2 separate regions of the Hordeum vulgare genome follow, and region 2 is linked to region 1. The links are chromatin contacts, called in public Hi-C maps. All regions are on one chromosome and are shown on one strand. The core of a region is the stretch at or near the end of the contact, and the rest is flanking DNA. Distances in the headings are between cores, read along the strand shown.

Region 1 (5,249 bases), core at 732-3,231:
CGAGAAGTACGTGGGTATGCCTTCAGATGTGGAGAGCTCGAAGAATGGGTCTTTTAAATACTTGAAGGATCGATTGTGGAGAAAAGTCTAAGGATGGACAGAAAACACCATGTCAACAACAAGCAAAGAGGTTCTGATCAAGGTCGTAGCACAGGTTGTTCCGATGTTTTCTATGTCATGTTTCAAGCTTTCGAGGGGTTTATGCAAAGACATGAATACGCTCATTCGAAAGTTTTGATGGGGCTCAAAAGATGGCAAACGAAAACCACATTGGGTTTCGTGGCAGGCTATGACCCAACCGAAAGGCATGGGAGGACTAGGGTTTAAAGACTTTGAACTTTTCAACATGGCAATGCTAGCATGACAGGCGTGGAGGCTGCTCGAACACCCATACACTCTTTGTGCTAGGATACTTAAAAGTGTTTATTTCCCAGGCACCACAATCTTACAGGCTACTCTCGGTGGACATCCTAGCCAGATTTGGAGGGCGATCATAGAAGGACGTGACACCCTAAGGCCCGGCTTGATATGGAGGATAGGGAATGGGCATAATACTTTGATCTGGGAGGATACTTGGATCCCGAGATCTGAGATGATGCGGCCCTATGAGTGCTTTATCAAGGACCCACCTGCTTTTGTGGCGGAGCTTATGGATCATACAAATGCCTCATGGAATGAGCCGATGATTAGGCAAGTTTTTATGCCCATGGATGTACATGCGATAATGAGCATCCCAATCTGTACAAGTAACGATGAGGATTTCTGGAGTTGGAAATTTGAACGCAATGGAACCTTTTCTGTCAAATCGGCCTATCGCATGTTGGTGGCCACCCGACAGCGTCGCGAGGCATGGCTGGAGGGTGCAGCTGGACCGTCATCTGTGGTGGTGGAGGAGGCGCCATGAAAGAACCTGTGGAAGGTTAGAGTCCCGGGGAAAGTCAGAATGTTTCTATGGAGACTGGCCAAGCAATCAATCCCAACTGAAGATGTCAGGGCTCATAGACACATGATTGACAGCCCCTTATGTGGTATGTGTAGAGCGCTCGATTCCTGGAAACATTCCCTGGTTAACTGAACCTCATCTAGATGCACCTGGGCCTTGGTTGACGAAGATTTAGCTCGGAGTCTGATTGCAAATACCGAACCCAATGCCAAGCAATGGCTCTTTGCACTAATTGATCTGCTTCCACACGATCTGTTCATTCTCCTTGTTGTTACCCTTTGGGCGATATGGATAGCCCGTCGTAAGGCGATTCACGAGCACATCTTCCAGTCACCCCAAGCTACCCAATCCTTCGTAAGAAACTTCATCCAGGAGCTTGAGGCATTGAGGATCCCGCGCCCAACAGGAGTCTCGAGAGGCCCTGTGGAAGTTCACACAACGCGTTAGAAAGCTCCACCGACGGGGTACGTGAAAATCCACGTGGATGTAGGCATTCGCGTAGGCAGAGCGGGATCGGCGGCTGCAGTTTGCCGCGATGATCATGGCAACTATATGGGTAGTTCGACACCGGTGATTGCTGAACTCCAAGACCCACTCATCCTAGAGACCATCACATGTAGAGAAGCCCTCGCGCTTGCAGCAGATCTTAATTTGCAACGAGTGGTTATTGCATCTGACTCAAAACAGGCGATCATGGATATCAACAATGGAAGCATGGGAAATAATGGAGCAGTGATCAAGGAGATTAAGTCTAGAGTAGGTCATTTTCATTGTACTTTTTTGTTTGAAGGACGTGCAGCCAATATGGAGCACACCATTTAGGTAAGTTCTGTGTGCGTAGAGGACCGGGGCGCCACACTTGGTTGAGGATGTCTCATGACCCAATTTATATCCCACTTTCTGGTTTATGATGAATAAAGTTGTTTTACCTCTTAAAAAAACTTAAGCTTAAAAATAACTTGACGCAGCGTGCGTCGTATAGGATTTTCCGTGCAGCACCAATTAGAAGCTCCCCTTGTTTTCAGTGTGTTCGTACTCAAATCGACGAACCTTTTGGGCCAAGATCACCCGACCATACTCCTTGGGCCAAGATTAGGGCCAGCCTATCTGTTTCTCCTCCTCCTCCTCCTCCTCTTTCTCTCTCTCTCTCAAAACGAAAGGAAACAGGCAGGGAAGACGGAAGAAAGAAAAAAGGCAAAGCAAGAGATGGGGTGCGGAGGCGGAGGCGGGGGCGGAGGAGATGCTGATGGAGACGACGAGGCGAGGGGAAAGGAGGATGCGCTCGCATCCAGTAGGCTCCTCGATCCGGAATTCAAGCCCTCCAAGCTGTCCCAAGATCAGCTCGACAAGTTCAAGGTTTTCTTCTCTTACTTGGATTTCTCGAATGTTCAGTGCGAACCTTGTATTCTTGTGAGGCTCATGATCCCAACAGGTGGATGTTTCTTTCTAACCGTTATAGAAGCATATTATTGTATTTTGGAAGAGCACAGCACACTAGGGCAGGGCAAAAATGGTCCCTCCCTCCCTACTCCTCAATAGCTGGAAATGTTCAAGCTGTAGGCTTTAATGTTAATGTCATATAGAATTGTAGTATTTTTTCTACGGGTGACGTGTTGTGTTTTCTTATGCTGCCCTCATCATCGCCAAGAACCAATTTATCCAGATTTTTTTATACAAAATTGTTAGAAATAATTTGATTTGTTTCCAGTATAAAATTGTTCTTATGAAGTGTAGAAACGTTGCTGCGTAGACATATGTTCAGCTTCTGAATTCTGATAGTTGGAGTGTTCTCCTTTTTTTCACCACACGACCAGCCACAGCAGTGTTCCAATAGAGGAACAGAACAGGCATCCAAAATCCAGTTGTTTTCCAGAGGTTTTTAGCTGAGCCATTGACTGTTTGGCATCGACATTGGCAAGACAATAAATCACCCAGATATTGTGAAGGGTGTAGTTTTTGTGTTTAGCAATTGTTGCAGTTAAAGAAAAGAAAAACTTGCAAAATTTCAGGTCAAAACATAGAGGACACAGTGTTATGCTTTAGTTAGGAATCCTGCATACTGTACTTGCACTTCTGTGAGATGCCTATTTGAAACCTATTGTTGCTAGAGTTTGGGTTGGAGTATAGAAAAGTTATCGTTCTAAACTGGATGTGATGTTTTTGTTTGGGTTTATTTGTTTTCTTGTGTCATACACATTACATAGATTGTTAACGAGATGCTGGTTTTGACAATTTCATTTGAGAAGTTTCAGTTGAAAAGCAGAATTTCCCATCCTTAAGAATCTCAACCCTGAATAAAATGGCAAATTTCCAAAAGTTTGTTCAGAGTGTTTCTATCCTTTTTTCGGAAGTTACCAACTCCATAGTTTTGTTTTTGTTCCGAGAAATACCAACTAAATTGTTTGATCTTTCATGTTACAGGAATTACACAAGAAACGGCTACAACTAAAGGAAAAAACAAAATCCAAAGGAAAACCTAAAGGTATCTCTCATTTGTATCTGTGATTACCTTGTGTTCAGTTTTTTTTAGCAAGAGATCTTTATTTGTAGGAAGAGCTGGGACGAATACAAATGTAGCGAATGATTCTCAATTTAGCAATAAGGATAAATCAATTGATAGTGCCGCAATAGATGTACAGCATACAACATCGACTACAGGAGCCCAAGCGGTATGTCTGGTTTTACTTATTGAAAGTGCTTGGTTACTATCTTATTTTCATCTAACTTCGTGAAGATCGTTGCTTTTGCTTGGGCCTCTAACTGTAGCACAGCAAATTAGTTATGGGAAAAGGGTTATCTATAGAAGTGAAGCTATTTTCTACAGAATTTTTATTTCTCGGTCCCGGTAACATATTTCAATTGGTCTTTAGGTATTGAAATTTTCTCAGGTAATGGGACAAACTGCTATACCTTGATTTTTGCAGCTGTTGCAGCAAAATATATACTGTTTTTCTTATTTTTGTTAATAGGTACCATAGGCTGATCTTGCCAGAAAATTAACTAAAATTTAATGATCCAGATTCTTATTGGTTTTATCTAGAAGTACTGTTTGGTGTTGGCATCTGTCTGTTTCTTACATGGTGTTTACCAAATAGGTTAAAAATGCAATATAATTGCGATTATAATCCCTTTTATGTCTCTGTCTGTCAGATGTACATCAATTCGACAGGATCAAAAGTTGATGTGTCCCTTCGTTTACTGTGATACCAGATTGAGTTGACTTTTTTGTTGCTTGATTGTAATAGTAGATACATTTACATCTTTAAGGCATTTATTAGACTTCATATATTAAAGATCGTTGATTTGATGTCATGTCATCATATCTTCAAGGCCATTAATTAATTAACAGAACTCACAAATATTATTTTCATAAAAATAGCTTGATGATTTATTCCCATATATTTGCAGAATCTTGCACCATCCCTGCCATTGAGGAACAAAAGGAAGTTGCATTGGGGGTACTATTTCATCACTGTACTGTATCATACTATGTAGCAGCTTATGTTTTCAAATTTCAACTATCTCATACAGTCTCGTGTTACTCTCTACTTAGTTGCTATTCGGACAGTTCAAGTTCATTGGAAAACTTTATTAACATGAGATTGCTTAAATATCACACTTCATCATTCAAGAAGTTCATGTACATTGTACAACTGAATCTGACAAAGAAGACATCATTTGACTTGCTGTGAACAAAGTAGGTAATAATGGTTTAAACTGCAAATTACTAATAGGCTATCCATTTTGAGATTCTTATGGTCAACTTAATCAGATGGACATGAGATAGCCTCTTGTGAGAAAACAAAGGAAATCTGATTCATAAGACGTTTTTTTTACCATGGTTCTGATGGAGCTATGGTAAGGCAGCAAGGTGTGAAATTTCTTATGGCCACCTCTCGCAAATGCTAACATGCCAGCTTGTCATCGCTTTATTTGTGAGATGAAACGGTTGACTCTCGTTCTTAACACCCTTTTGTCGTATTTTCAGGCTTGATGTTAAAGAACGGTGGGAGAGGAAAGCGAACATGTGAATTTCTGAAGATTATTTAAATTCTCACCCTCCATGTAAATGGGAAAAAAGAGTCTCATGCCTTCTTGATGACCTAGTTGGATGTATTCATAGTTCTTTTAGTGGGCAGAATAACTGGGTGAAAACCACAAGTTCTAGGCAGCAAATTTCCTGGTTTGCAGTTTTCTGTCTGATGCCTTATGCAGGTTATGTAGCTAGATATTCCTATGTTCCTTTTGTTTTAAATACCTGTCCAGATCTCTTGTTGGGTACTTGAGATCCACGCCATTCAGGTTA
Region 2 (4,773 bases), core at 811-3,310, 240 kb before region 1:
TGTCAAACCAAAAAGATTTTTTGACTGGATATAGCACTCTCAGTCCGGATAAAATGGGACTGTGCAGAACCACAGCTCGCAAGTTTGGCAACCGTGAAGCAAGATCTATGGTTGGACCACTTCCAACAGACTGGCCATACAAAATTATATCTTCATCTGGCACACCATATTTTTCCTTGAGGCAGTTATATGCTGCTTCAATGTCTGCATATGTATTATACTCAGTGGGCTGTTCAATGGAAGAATAAATTGTCCATTAAGATATGCTTGCATAGAAGATTAGCATTGCTACGTAAGTTAAAAGATGAAGCAGCAAAGAGCAAACACAAATATACCTTCCCTGTAGACCTCCCATAACCAGCATAATCATACCTGCAACACATACATATGGGGTCTATTAAGATGGATATCAGGAGGGAAACATATTCTTGTGTAGGGTACTAACTTTGAACAAAAATCAAGCACGAGCATAAAGGGAAAACTATAATATGTCATGTGTGTGCGCGCGCGTATTTGGGGTGGGGGAGGGGGTCTTGGGATCCATAATTGATGCACATACGTCTGCGTAATTCCAATCATTAGGTACATTGGTGATCCACTAGACAGACCCACTAATTATGCCTCGAAATACAACATACCATCTCCTCATCATTCAAAAGGCTTCTTGTGTCAGATCCAAGCTACCTCCACAAAATACATTATCTTATTTCTTTGGCACACCCACAATGTCGGGTACAGTACTTCAGCTCCATTCTTACCGTATAACGGTATAACTAACAAGAGATAGCCTGGAACTATTAAACTTAAGTTACAAAATTCCTGCTGTAGCACATACAGCATGCCTACAAGGAAACCGCTCATGTATTCTGAAATCCATCCAATCCTAGAAATAAGGTCGATGTTTTCTAAACTAACGGACGGATACGGTGTGTCCCTTAACACCAAAAACAAGAACCGAAAATACGTTGAGGGTGTCGCAATTTTGGACAGCAATACAAAGATAATTTTCATGGTTGGACAGATTACATAGTGCTAAACAGTAACTGGAACCGGAAACGTGGTATCTTGCTACCAGCAAATACAGCTGAATTTCATCCGCAGTTAATACTAGCAACTAGGTTCTTTTTCCCGCAAAAAACTAAGTTGTTTTTCCTGTGCAATTCAAAAATTTGAGCCTAGATAAGAGGATCTGCAGCAGTGAAGTACTACCTAAATATAAGGTGATTCATTGAGAATTTACCCCGAACAAAATAGAGAAACCCCCTTTTTTGCAAGATTGCAGCAACCAATCAGAAATAGGCACGCCGAATCTAATAGTACTAATAATAAATGCACACCAAATATCTATTTACTACTCCAGTACGCACCTTTCCCAAACGTCTCCCGGAAGTTTCCCCCAATGGAAACCTTCTCACTAGCGAGCAACTCCGGTTTAGAAGTAGCAGCCGCAAGAATGAAGCGGAGTGATGCGGGGGGGAAGGGGCGCATTACCCGAAAATGTTGACGCGGAGGCGGCGGCTGAGCTCGACGAAGAGGCCGTACATCTGGCCGAGGTCGGCAGCGTTGCCGTGGGAGTAGAGCAGCGTGGCGGAGGCCCGCGCGTGGCGCACGTAGACGGCGACGATCTCGTTCCCGCGGCGCGTGCGGAGGCGCACCACCTCCGTGGCGTCCTCCTCCTCGGCGGCGGCGGCGGAGGAGGAGTCCCCGCCGCCGTCCCGCCTCCGGCGGCGCGCGGGGGGGCGAGAGATCTCGGGGATGAGGAGGCGGCCGGTGGCCGCGTCGGCGACGACCGTGTAGGAGGGCGGCGTGGGCGGGAAGAAGGCGAAGCGCGCGGCGATGGTGGACGTCACCCCGCCCATGACGTCGGCGGGCTCCGGGAGGCGCGGTGTGGTCAGCTACGCCGCCGCCTCGGGGCGCGCGGCGGCATGCGAGGTGGAGGAGGGTTTGGATCGGAGGGTTTGGTGGTGGTGGTGGTGGTGGGAGCAGAGAGGAGGGGGGAGGGAGGTGGGAGCTCACTCACTCGCTGGAGCGAGCTTTTTTCCTGGCGAGCGCGTTTAATCCTAGCGCTGGATTTAGCTCGGGGTTTCTTTAGATTTTAGCGGAAGGAGCGAAGCGGTTGGACTCACCCGGACCGGAATGTGGCGGATCGGCTGAGGCCGTGCCCGCCAATTCTGTGGTCGTCGTGGTAGCCTATGGTCTCTATGACTCTACGGTGGGTGGCCAACTAGTGAAACATTTCTCCCTGCTTTCTCTTTAACTGTATTTTTTTACTGGTACTAATCAAAATGGATTAGAGAACTAGGGGTGGCTGGACGAAGAGAACTAGGAGTCCAGCTACGTTGAAGGGAGAGAACATGGCAAGGCTGGTACCCTTTTTCGTTTCCCGATAAAAGAAAAGGTTTGTCTTTGGGATAGGGGGGTGTAAAGGAATGACGACTGCAACATACCAGTACATGACAAGCTGTATGGCTCCTTTTGTAAAGAACTCGTCTATCTTTCCCTCTCTCGCTGCGCTTCATCGTCAGTGCGGGGCATGTGCTCGAGCTTGGAGTGTATCCTACACTTAATTGGGACGGCTCGAGCAAATGTAAATAAACCTACGCATACACAAACTTGGCGAAATCAACAAACCATGGGCACCAGCAGTCCATAATCATCCGGGAAGTTGTCCCACACGAAGCCACCCACGCAAGGTCAAGCACATACGATGCGCCGACGGGTGAGCCCAAAGCGCGCCCAACCAGCTGCCTCCGGCAACAATCATCATCAATCTTTTCTTTCTTTTGAACCGAATCATCATCAATCGTTCTTTCTCCTGCTGCTGCGGGTTGGATAGGAATCGGTCTCTCCGTCCGTATCCCCCGTTGTTCGCTTTTGAATTGATCCATGATGATGAAGGCAGGGCAAGGAAACAGGAGATGCGGCATCATATCGCGGCGGGGCGTGATGGGCATGGGAGACCAGGTCACGAGGAGGTTGACCAACGAGTTTGGCTGGGACTCGTCACCCATCTGCCGCGCTACCTACGCCCGATTCACCCGGCAAAAACCACGTATCCAACACGGCTGCCGAGCTTCAACGAGATTTATTTAAGATTAAGAGGAGGCTAAATGAAAATTAAACCGGGTTTTTAACACATAAATTAAACCGGCTTCAGGGGGCTAATTTGGTGTATTATGTGGAACTAGATGACCTGCTGCGTATAATACTGCAGATATCGGAGGCGGTTTTCCGACAACAACAAAAACAAAGCTCTCGCAATTGACTGGGGATTCTCCCGGCAAAAATCACGTATCCAACACATCGCCCGAGCTTCAACGAGATTTATTTAAGGTTAAGAGGAGGCTAAATGAAAATTAAACTGGGGTTTTAACACATAAATTAAATCGGGTTGAGGGGGCTAATTTGGCGTATTATGTGGAACTAGATGACCTACTGCGTATATTAATGTAGACGTCGGAGGCGATTTTGCAACAACAACAAAAACATCTCTATATCATTGACATTTTTCATAACTGTATGTTCTTAAGATTTCCTCGCTGTTTGGATAACTCTTGTCGTCCTGAATCCAACAAGCTTGGTCGGTACTTTCGCTATGTAAAGAGCGGGCGTAGTTTTTTACCACCGTTCTCAGACGGTAGTACCGCAACCATGTCCGGTACTACCGTGTCGGATTTTTACACAGTCGTAGCCTGAGCATAATTTTTTACTTCCGTGTACCTCCTGTGGCAGTTGGATACTACCCTGCGGTAGTACCGTAAGGGCGTGCGGTAGTGCCGCTCCGGCGGTTCTACCGCTCGTTGCCTCGTGCAGTAGTTCCTCCCTCTGCCACTACCATGCGTGCGGTAGTACCGCACCGGGCAGCGGTAGTACCGCTCCTAGCAGTGATAGTATCGCTTTGCTCGGGTTGTAAATGAGGGTAACGGTTGGATTTTTTCCTCCACTATATAAAGAGGGTCTTCTTTCCCAATGGTTCTTATCCGTTGACTTTCCTCATTCTTGACCTTCTTCGAGCTTGCTAACTCTCAATCCCTGTAATGATTCTTGCTCCTTTTTGAGGGAAAAGAGAGAGGAGATCTAGATCCACATTTCCACCAATCACTTTCTCCACTAAGTGAGGGGAACCCCTTGAATCTTGTTCTTGGAGTTTTTGGTGTTCTTCTTTGTTCTTCCACAATCATTGTTTTATGGACGCACCTATTTGAGAGAGAGAGACCATCATCATGATTTGTTATATTACTCTATGTGATTCACTTATACCTTTTGAGCTTAGCAGTTGCTCTAGTACTTCACTTATATCTTTTTGAGCACGACGGCGTGTAGATTTTATAGAAATAATACGCTCTCGTTCTTCACTTATATTTGTTTGATATCTGGAAAAATAGTGACGGTAACTTGCATGGGTCATAAGACTAGATCAAAAATAATGAGTGTTCAATAAGTGATAATTAAAACCATCATGTAGCACATATAGAGAAATTATGGTTAATGATATTGATGTGGTGATATGAAAAGGTGTCAGTGCATAACTATTAATTCAGAGAGGTTTTGATATTAAGATATGTTAAAACTTCTTGAACATCTGAAAAATGAAAAGGGCATGATGATGATGTGGGAGCATTTCTATTCCTCGTTGAAAACCTAGTGTTGTTTCGAGTCGGAGTCACGCGATGGTTAATTCCTACCAACCCTCTCCCTCGGGGCATGCGAGTAGTACTTTGATTTGTGATAAGACTAATAAAACTTTGCAATAAGTATATGAGTTCTTTGTGA

The links. Hi-C and Micro-C count contacts between places; a contact is called where the count stands out from the background.
Region 2: a Hi-C map of seedling shows a contact between it and region 1, with 4 times the contacts expected there. The contact joins the promoter of LOC123444151 here to the promoter of LOC123444149 in region 1. A contact is called at or near these places in 3 of 6 Hi-C or Micro-C datasets (leaf and seedling) and 1 of 1 datasets of contacts at active chromatin or transcription factors (embryo).

Annotation. Positions count from the first base shown.
Region 1 is chr3H:441,751,522-441,756,770 of MorexV3_pseudomolecules_assembly, reverse strand. LOC123444149 reads left to right here and starts at 1,981. Exons shown (of 5, transcript XM_045120773.1): 1 at 1,981-2,299; 2 at 3,365-3,425; 3 at 3,494-3,612; 4 at 4,352-4,401; 5 at 4,932-5,249. The coding sequence starts at 2,150. The coding sequence ends at 4,974.
Region 2 is chr3H:441,996,281-442,001,053 of MorexV3_pseudomolecules_assembly, reverse strand. It overlaps LOC123444151 (alpha/beta hydrolase domain-containing protein 17B), which reads right to left and starts at 2,060. Exons shown (of 5, transcript XM_045120779.1): 1 at 1,492-2,060; 2 at 336-372; 3 at 1-229. The coding sequence starts at 1,859.